Regions from separate parts of the Mus musculus genome. Here all the other regions are linked to region 1. A link is a contact called in public Hi-C data. All regions are on one chromosome and are shown on one strand. Each heading gives the region's core, a stretch centred on a gene start, on an enhancer-like site or on the middle of the called end of the contact. The rest is flanking DNA. Distances are from core to core; before and after follow the strand shown.

Region 1 (2,700 bases), core at 141-2,640:
TTACCTTTCGGTTTCAGCACGATCTGATTGCCAGGAAGGCTTTGCCTGTGTGTTGGGACCACTTCCAAATGCCACCTTGTGATCTTACAAATAAATCTAGTTTCAGTGAAAGAAAAATGGAAGGGGGCTCACCTTCTCTGTTGACAAAATATCAACAGGGACACAGGAGCACCTGAAGATGCAGTCAGGTCCTGTGAGGTGGGGCAAGGTAGGGGCTAGGGAGTTGCCTCCCACTAAAGTGAGATTTTCTCATGGGGTTTCTGTGAAGATCTCAACTCCCACTTGAGCCCCGAAATCACTAAACCCAGCTGTTTCTCCCCCCCCCCATGGCTGTGGGAGTCCTCTGCAGCTCTCTTGTATTAGATACACTCCCAGGTTCCAAGTTAGGCTTGATCACCTCCTTCAAGAAACATCCCACAGTCTCTCACATCGAAAACATAATCATCAGAATTTGATGGTTGAATTTCTTCCTGATATTCTTCACTTATTGCAGGTTTTTTGTCTTGTTTTGTTTTCTATTCCTGTCCCTACTTGTCTATAGATGAGTATAATAATGGAAGGAATCTGCCTCCAAGACTCCACCGATTGCCTAGTGGCTAAGTGTGCACTCAGTGCCTGGTGCTGGCCTTAGACCACTGTGTGGCTGGCTTTGGGGAAAGCTGTTAAGTCCACAAGATGGCTAACTTTGAGACTTATGGAGATGTGTGTCCTTGCTGAGACCCCACAGAAAGTAGATGATTCAACCTGGCATGCAGGCATGGAGATCTGACCCCTGTCCCTGCCCTGCTAACCTATTTGCAATCTCTTGGCTTTCGTGTCGAAAGACCTAAAGGCCTTGGCCTTCCCATTTGCTGATGCATTGCCAGACGGTCCCAAGCCACCTGTCATTTTGCCAAAGTCTAAATCCCCTGCCGGTCTCAGTTTTCTCTCCCTGGTAACATTCAGAGCTCATGTTGCATTAAATGGTTAAAGGGGGGGCGAAATGCATGTCACTAAACTCGTCAATGACAGAGTCGAGTTAGAATTAGGAAATTCTAGCACGGGATAATGCTTTTTGGCAAGATCTCATCTGAGCAGGAAGCCTGAACTGGAGAAGGTATGCAACCAGAGAGTGAGGGGCATCTGTTTGTCTTCAGTTCCTCTGACAGCCAGGATGGCTTGTTTGTGTCAGTATTCTCTGGGATGGTAAATGTGATCTCACAGAAAGGTCAAAGTCCACCAGACCTTTCTGCCTGCTCGGGGGCCCACCCCAGGCCTCTTCTCTCCTGCCCCCTGGTCCCTTCTAAATTAAATCACATTCCACTGCCTGTTGTTGGATAATGTCTGGACAAAATACTTTTGCACACACTCCTTGCTTAAGGCAAAGCGACTGGAACAGAGTGCAGCTGGCTATGGGCCATGGACTAATTGCTTTATGCCCATTTCCCCTCGCCAGAGGCACACCCAGCATTGAGGAATCCATGGCCATTTCCCAAGTCTTTTTCAGGTCTCTGACAATCAGTGGAACATTCACTGGGGTGGGGGAACCACCTGGATTGGGCGGGCGGGGGGAGCTACCTCTCCATAGGCGTCGGCACCTTTCCACTTGGGCTGTTTAATCTCCTGCTATTTTGATCCTAGTGATCTGGGTTTTTAATTTCCTGTAATCCAGAAAGGAATGTGTTCTCTTCCTTAACGACATCTGTGGGATCTGCCTTTCTTGTTCCAGACGAATCCTAACAGAGATGTTTTCGTCAATGACTGGATATTTTATTAGAAATCCAGAGATTCCCGTTAACTCGAATTATTTTCGTGGCTCTGATCAACCTTCAGCTTAATAATTCATGATGTTTAATAACCTGTTCAGATCATTGCCAAAATTATTGATTTAATAATATTTGGTTATTAAGAGTGGAAGATGAGGAGGGGTTTCTTATCACTACATCAAGTTCTGTCTTATTACCTTGCAATTCTTGAGGAGAGCCGATAATCATAGAGACCTTTAATATCTTGTCATTTTTCTTGGTAAAAGCTGGGAAATAGTTCTGAGTTTTTAAATAGGATTTGCCTTCACTTTTATTTCCATATTTTGGAGGCAGGGGGTTTTCCTGATGTTTTGAGCTACGGTCTCGTTATGCAGCCCAACTGACCCTGACCTTAAAACCCTCCTGCGTCCTCCTCACACCAGCTCGCTGGGTGATAGGCCTACGTAGCACAACTGCCTGCTCTCTTCATTCTTGAGCTTCAAAGGTTACAATGAAGACATCCAATCAACCTAATGAGTAATGACTGAAACACTCCCCAAGAGTTTTGGAGACACCATGCAAGCTCAGCCCCAAGTCCCTGCGGTTTCTCCGGCAGATTCCAGCGGACTCCCCTCTTCTCCTTTTAAAATCATCTTTAATTGAATCGTATTGTGATTACTTCCGCGGTTTCCCTTCTGGGAACACACTTTACAATCTGAAATTAGAATGGAGCTGGAAAATTCATCACCAACTTGTTTTGGCAATGCGGAGTTTCGGACCTCTTCCTCCTAGGACCTCCTTCAGAAGTCAGAGCTGTGACTGGGCCAGGCGGAGATCAGTGTTTCCTCTCACTTGAAAAATAAGTAAAAACCAAATGTATGGACTTTAAAATAACCCATTTAAAGACTAACCTTGATGCTGCACACATTTCAGTTCAACATTCCTAATGCAGAGGCAGGGGGATCTCTGTGAGTTT
Region 2 (2,700 bases), core at 51-2,550, 270 kb before region 1:
TGCAAATAGGGCTTTGTTTTGTTGGTGTTAGTGTGTATCTGTCTTCCCCTGAAGGATATCCGTGGACATCACAGACGCATGGTAAAAGGCAGCAGCCCCATCTATGTTACAGCACCTGCGACACATGATAGCATTTATCATTCTGAGTCTTCATTGTCACCTTACCTGTGAGCCCGGAGCCTTTCTGTCATCATCTCAGGAGAGACCCTTCTGGCGACACTCGTAAGTGCTCAATTTATCAATAAACAAATACTTATTGAGTGCCACTTTGTGTAAGACACTGGGCTGGTTAGTGGGAATTGCATTGATCAATCTAGATCCAAGACTTTGATGGAGCTTGTGTCTAGCAGAAGCGGGGGGGGCGGGCAACTTACAGCGCGATGAAGTTAGCAGTCACCGGCTCTGCTGTTTGCCCTCGGTGCTTTCTACTTTTGGGGGCATGTGACCAGGGTCTCTGGCTTATCTTCTGAGGAAGGACCCCCTTGGACATAAATAAGTAAATGCTAAGTAGGAAATGATATTTGAGTGGAGTGAGAAAGAGGCTTGCTCTGTCAGGGAATATAAGAAAATTCAGGAAGAGGCAGGGCCAGGACTGCAGCTTGTTCGAAATGCAACGTGAACATTTGGCTTGAGGACTGAGAAAGAGCGAGCTGGGGAGAGAAGCGTCTCTGTGGCGAGCTGGTGAGTGGACCGGAAGCAGGCCAGGCATTTTCATGTTTATTAAATAAATCTAGCAATAAATGGGCTTGGAGGAAAGAGGAGACTTTGACTTCTGCTCTGAGTTAAGCCCCACAGTTGCCTAGAATCTGTGGCTGTGGACTACTGACTCATTCCATCCTGCATGCTGCAATCACAAACCAGAGGCAAGGCTGGAGGAAGGAGAGGGAAGGTATCCAGCTGCTCTGGTGGGAAACCCAGATGACCACATCTCCTCTGCAGTTGAACCCTCACAGATCTCCTTCCCTTGACCATTTCTTTACCCATCAGTGCCTTCCAGAAGAGCCAATGCTTGCTGGGGCTGGGGTCGGGCATTCCCATAGACTGTGTCTAGTACCAGAGCACAGCCAGAGGTCTGCTGAAGGACAGTGCTGACTGGAAACCTGGCCAGGAGGACTTTGACAAGCCCTTAATCTCATCTTATCGGGGAGCATTTCTTCAGGATGGTCCCAGGGATGCTTTCCCTTCCCTGATGCAGAAAAAAGAAAGCACAACTGACGTAACTCAGGGCTCACAGGTACCAAGCAGGAAGGTCAACCCAGGACCACTGCTCTGAGTCACTAAGCCAGAGGTCTTCGAAGAGTCGTGGGTTGTGCACAGTGGGTTTGGCTGGTGGCAGCCATCCAATTGGAACGAGGATGCTGCCCTCCCCCCCACCCCCGTTCTTCCATCGCTCTAATAAAAGTCAGATGGGGGAACTGATCAGATTGCTCTCTTGGCCCGGACCCCCTTTAAATCAAACAGAGGTCTATTTTGGCTCTCTATGTTAAGCAGACCCAGAGACCTGACATTTTGTGTTTATTTGAAATGATAAGCTTAATCACGAGCAAAATGTTAAGAGATGATAGAAATGGCCACAGTAAGGTCACATCATGTCCCTGCCAAACACAATACAGCCTCTCACCCCCGCCAGGTTGCCAAGCCCTGCCACAGGGGGCCCGGAGGCGCTGGCAAATGGGGACCAGAGTCTGTCTATGTGATAATTAGTCCATGGTACTCGGCAGAGCCTGCCAAAACTGCCATATGGTAGTTTTATGACCTGGACTGCTGTTATCTCTAGAGAAAGCTAACATCGTAATCTCATTTCCTCGTTATCTGTGATGAGAACTTGAACCTTCCACAGGGCAAACAGGCCAGAGGGTGAGGAAGCCAAGGAGTCCAGAGCCCGAAGACAACACTGCTGAACTGAAAGAGGTATGTGTTACTGCTAACAGTGGTTACCCTCGAAGGTGTCCTAGGGGCTTCTCTGAAACCTGATGTGTGCTGTATATGGACTCTATTACCAGACTAGAACCCCTGACATGGGAAGGCAAGCAGGGTTGACCTCCAGAAATGTCACAGCCAGGATCCTATTTCTCTTATCGTTGTATACTTTACAAACAGATAGGGCAAGCTATTTTTTTAGATGTATTTATTTTATTGTTTTTATTTATGTGTAGGTATGCATGTCTCTGTGTATATATGCACACAACACACAGTGAATGTCTGTGGAGGCCCAGGGGCATCAGAGACCTTCCTGTTTGAATCACAGGTGTTTGCAGACCACCTGATGTGAGACCTGGGGGTGACATTTCAGTTCTCTAGAAGAATAGACTATGCTCTTTATAGCTTGACCATCCCTCCAGGCCCTGGCCCAGAATCTTCTATCAAAAATTTCTAGAGGTATGATAGACAATGAGTTCCCCAAAGCATTTTATTGAGTGGGTCAGCTTCAAGATAATCCACATCATTATCACTAAGAAAGAACTCCAAAATGGAGGAGAAAGGCTGTGTGTGATCCCTACGTCCATGTACCGTGTCTTTGCATGTTTCATCTCCTGCTTAATGAGGGGTGCTGTAGAAGAGGCAGCTGCCAAGGCTGGAATGGCTGTGGGCTCCCAGATGTGAGACAGAACCCAACCATCTCAGACGCTCTCGGAGTTAATTTCTCTCGTGAGATTTGGGGTAGAGGCTGCCCACTGCTCTGTTCCTCACATTGACTCT
Region 3 (2,700 bases), core at 61-2,560, 350 kb after region 1:
TTTCGGGCTGTTGAACAATCTTTTATCAGGGGCCGCATAATAGATAATTCTGCTTATCAGAAATTCACATTACAATTCATAACACTAGCAAAATTGCAGTTATGAAGTAACAATGAAAATAGTTTTATGGCTGGGGTCACCACATGGAGAATTTTCAAGAGTCAGTGCATTAGGAAGGTTGAGAACCAGGGCACGTGCTAGACTGGCACTCAGCTGCTCAGGGGGTAGTGTAAGTGGAGCCAGGGCTAAGTCCAGGTCCGTTTTAGTGGGTCATAGATAAGAATCTCAGAGCTTGCTGGGCAGTGGTGGTGCACGCCTTTAATCCTAGCACTTGGGAAGCAGAGGCAGGCAGATTTCTGAGTTCGAGGCCAGCCGGGTCTAGAGAGTGAGTTCCAGGACAGCCAGGGCTACACAGAGAAACCCTGTCTTGAAAACCAAAAGAGAGAGAGAGAGAGAGAGAGAGAGAGAGAGAGAGAGAGAGAGAGAGAGAGAGAGAGAGAGAGAGAGAGAGAATCTCAGAGATTTGGGGTCAGATGTGACTTCTTGTAAATGGAGTTATAGTTTTTATTTTTATTATTTTGAATTATATGCATGCATGTGTGTATGTGCACATGAGTTCAGGTGTTTTTGGAAGCCAAATGTGGGTGTCAGATCCGCCGGAGCTGGAGTTACCGGCAGCTGTGAGCTTCCCAGGGTGAGTGGAACTGAGCTCAGGTCCTCTGCAATAGCCACGTGACTTCTTCCACTAAACCACCTCTCCCGTATTTTGCTTTTATGCCTTTCACTATTTAATGACGTTTGGTGGCATTTCCAGGCTGCCTTGTTCCCCTTTTGTGAATGGTAATAGTTAACACTAATATAATTCTGTTGCTATATTTTTTTAATAACCTCCCTCCTCTGGCAAAATCAAAATATGGCATTCTGCGACGACACTAAACTGTTCAGTGCCGTTGGTCAACGAATTGTGGAAATCTGTGAAGGACTGCCCCAATACAAAATTAAGTCTTTCATTCTCTTTGAAATAATTACACCAGAGCAAAAAGCATACTCTGCCTGTGACAAAGTTCTCAGGGCATCCTTGGCAGTCTCCCCAAAATGAGTCTGCTGTGAACTCTGTCTCCACAGCTTCACAGATCAGAACCTTCCATTTGATAGCCTCGGGCCAGACCTGGTCTGTATCGGTCTGTATCCCACAGCCGAGGGATGCTGGTTCGTTTCCTGAACCTGGTCAGAATCCCAGGGACAGCTCTTCTAGGTTGCTCTTCTGGCCTTTGTCTCCAACTTGCAACCGGTTGCTCTCCTTAGCAAACGCTGCCCCCGTGTGGCCAAAAGCTGCGTAACCTGCACGAGGAACGGGGGACAGAGCTTCTCTGCTACACCAAGTCAGGAAGTTGCCCTCATCTGCTTCCTTTACAACCAAACCCTGACCTTCCAGAATTCTCCAGCGAAAAGTAACCCAACCTGACGAGGACTTCCCTTCAGTGTATCCTGACTTCATTGCCGAGGTCATAATTTGACCCTGGACCTTAAGTTTCCCGATACGTACCAAGGAGCAGAGGACGCCATACTCTGTGAGGTTCAGATATAAAAAATGGAAAGCAAGGAGTCAGCCAGATTGTTTGGAGAGTAAGAAGTGCCTGCCCCACGTGCCTGATGAACTAAGAGAGACTCCCCAGAGCCCACATAAAAGTGAAAATAGAGAGCCATCTTCAAAAGCTTGCCCTGTGACCTCCAGGGTACCGTGCCACATGTACCTACGCAAGGCACCCTATGTACACATACAATAATAATAGTCAAAGAAACAAGTGTTAAATGCACAGAAGCATCCGAGGTTGCTGGGCACAAATAAAAGTTCAGGAAACATTTGCTATATTTGGGGTGGGAGGGGGGGGCAGTTTTCAGGATTGCTTTTAATATTTTTATATATAGGTATCTGCATGCGGGTATGTGCACATGTGTGCATGTACCCAAGGAGACCACAGGGACCCGGTGCCCTGGAGCTGAACCCCAAACTCCGGGCTTCTGAAGAGAAGAGCATCTGAAGAAGAGCACTGGTTGTTCTTAAGGAGAGAACTGTCCCCTGCAGGGGGTGCTCTGGCTCCCGCTCACAGGCCCTGGCATTCACCCCCAACGAAGATGTAATTTCCTTTTCTCTTTTAAAGAGCTGCCTTAACAGAAAATAACGGACGGGTTTTTGTAAACTTGTTTTTATTTATTTTTTTTAAAGATTTATTTATTTATTTATTTATTTATTTATTTATTTATTTATTTATTTATTATATGTAAGTACACTGTAGCTGTCTTCAGATACTCCAGAAGAGGGCATCAGATTTCATTACGGATGGTTGTGAGCCACCATGTGGTTGCTGGGATTTGAACTTGGGACCTTCGGAAGAGCAGTCGGCGCTCTTAACCACTGAGCCATCTTGCCAGCCCAACTTGTTTTTATTTTATGCATATGTGTTTTGCCTGCATGTGCCTGTGCACTGCTTGCTTGCCCAGTGTACACAAAGGCCAGAGAAGAACATTGGGTCGCCTGGAATGGAAGCCACCAGTGGTTGGGAGCTGCGACGTGGGTGCTGGGAATCAAACCCAAGCCCTCTACCAGAGTGTCTCACACTCTTAAGCTCTGCACCATTCCTCTCGCTCTGTCTAGGTTTTGAGACAAAGGCTCAAGTCTTGGTAGCCCAGGCTGACGCT

What was found. Hi-C and Micro-C count contacts between places; a contact is called where the count stands out from the background.
Region 2: a contact with region 1 is called in a Hi-C map of the N1E-115 cell line, with 3 times the contacts expected there. The contact joins two enhancer-like sites. A contact is called at or near these places in 1 of 484 Hi-C or Micro-C datasets (the N1E-115 cell line) and 1 of 9 other capture datasets (embryonic stem cells).
Region 3: a contact with region 1 is called in a Hi-C map of the N1E-115 cell line, with 6 times the contacts expected there. The contact joins two enhancer-like sites. A contact is called at or near these places in 3 of 484 Hi-C or Micro-C datasets (the N1E-115 cell line and embryonic stem cells), 1 of 115 datasets of contacts at active chromatin or transcription factors (pancreatic cancer cells) and 1 of 9 other capture datasets (embryonic stem cells).

What each region holds. Positions count from the first base shown.
Region 1 is chr2:169,749,896-169,752,595 of GRCm38.p6, forward strand. All of the region lies in intron 1 of Tshz2 (teashirt zinc finger family member 2), which reads left to right. Among named protein-coding and RNA genes, the nearest start is that of Gm34344, 84 kb to the left of the region's middle. Within about 2 kb of position 1,391, at least 44 of the 459 cell types and tissues checked have an H3K27ac peak or open chromatin away from gene starts, as enhancers often do. A contact at or near this core is called in the N1E-115 cell line, where this site is marked.
Region 2 is chr2:169,480,566-169,483,265 of GRCm38.p6, forward strand. The region is part of intron 1 of Gm34112 (a long non-coding RNA gene); the gene reads right to left. Gm14249 (predicted gene 14249) reads left to right here. Exons shown (of 7, transcript NR_166520.1): 2 at 55-222; 3 at 1,841-1,911. Among named protein-coding and RNA genes, the nearest start is that of Gm34112, 13 kb to the right of the region's middle. Within about 2 kb of position 1,301, at least 18 of the 459 cell types and tissues checked have an H3K27ac peak or open chromatin away from gene starts, as enhancers often do. A contact at or near this core is called in the N1E-115 cell line, where this site is marked.
Region 3 is chr2:170,100,046-170,102,745 of GRCm38.p6, forward strand. No RefSeq gene overlaps it. Among named protein-coding and RNA genes, the nearest start is that of Zfp217, 30 kb to the right of the region's middle. Within about 2 kb of position 1,311, at least 31 of the 459 cell types and tissues checked have an H3K27ac peak or open chromatin away from gene starts, as enhancers often do. A contact at or near this core is called in the N1E-115 cell line, where this site is marked.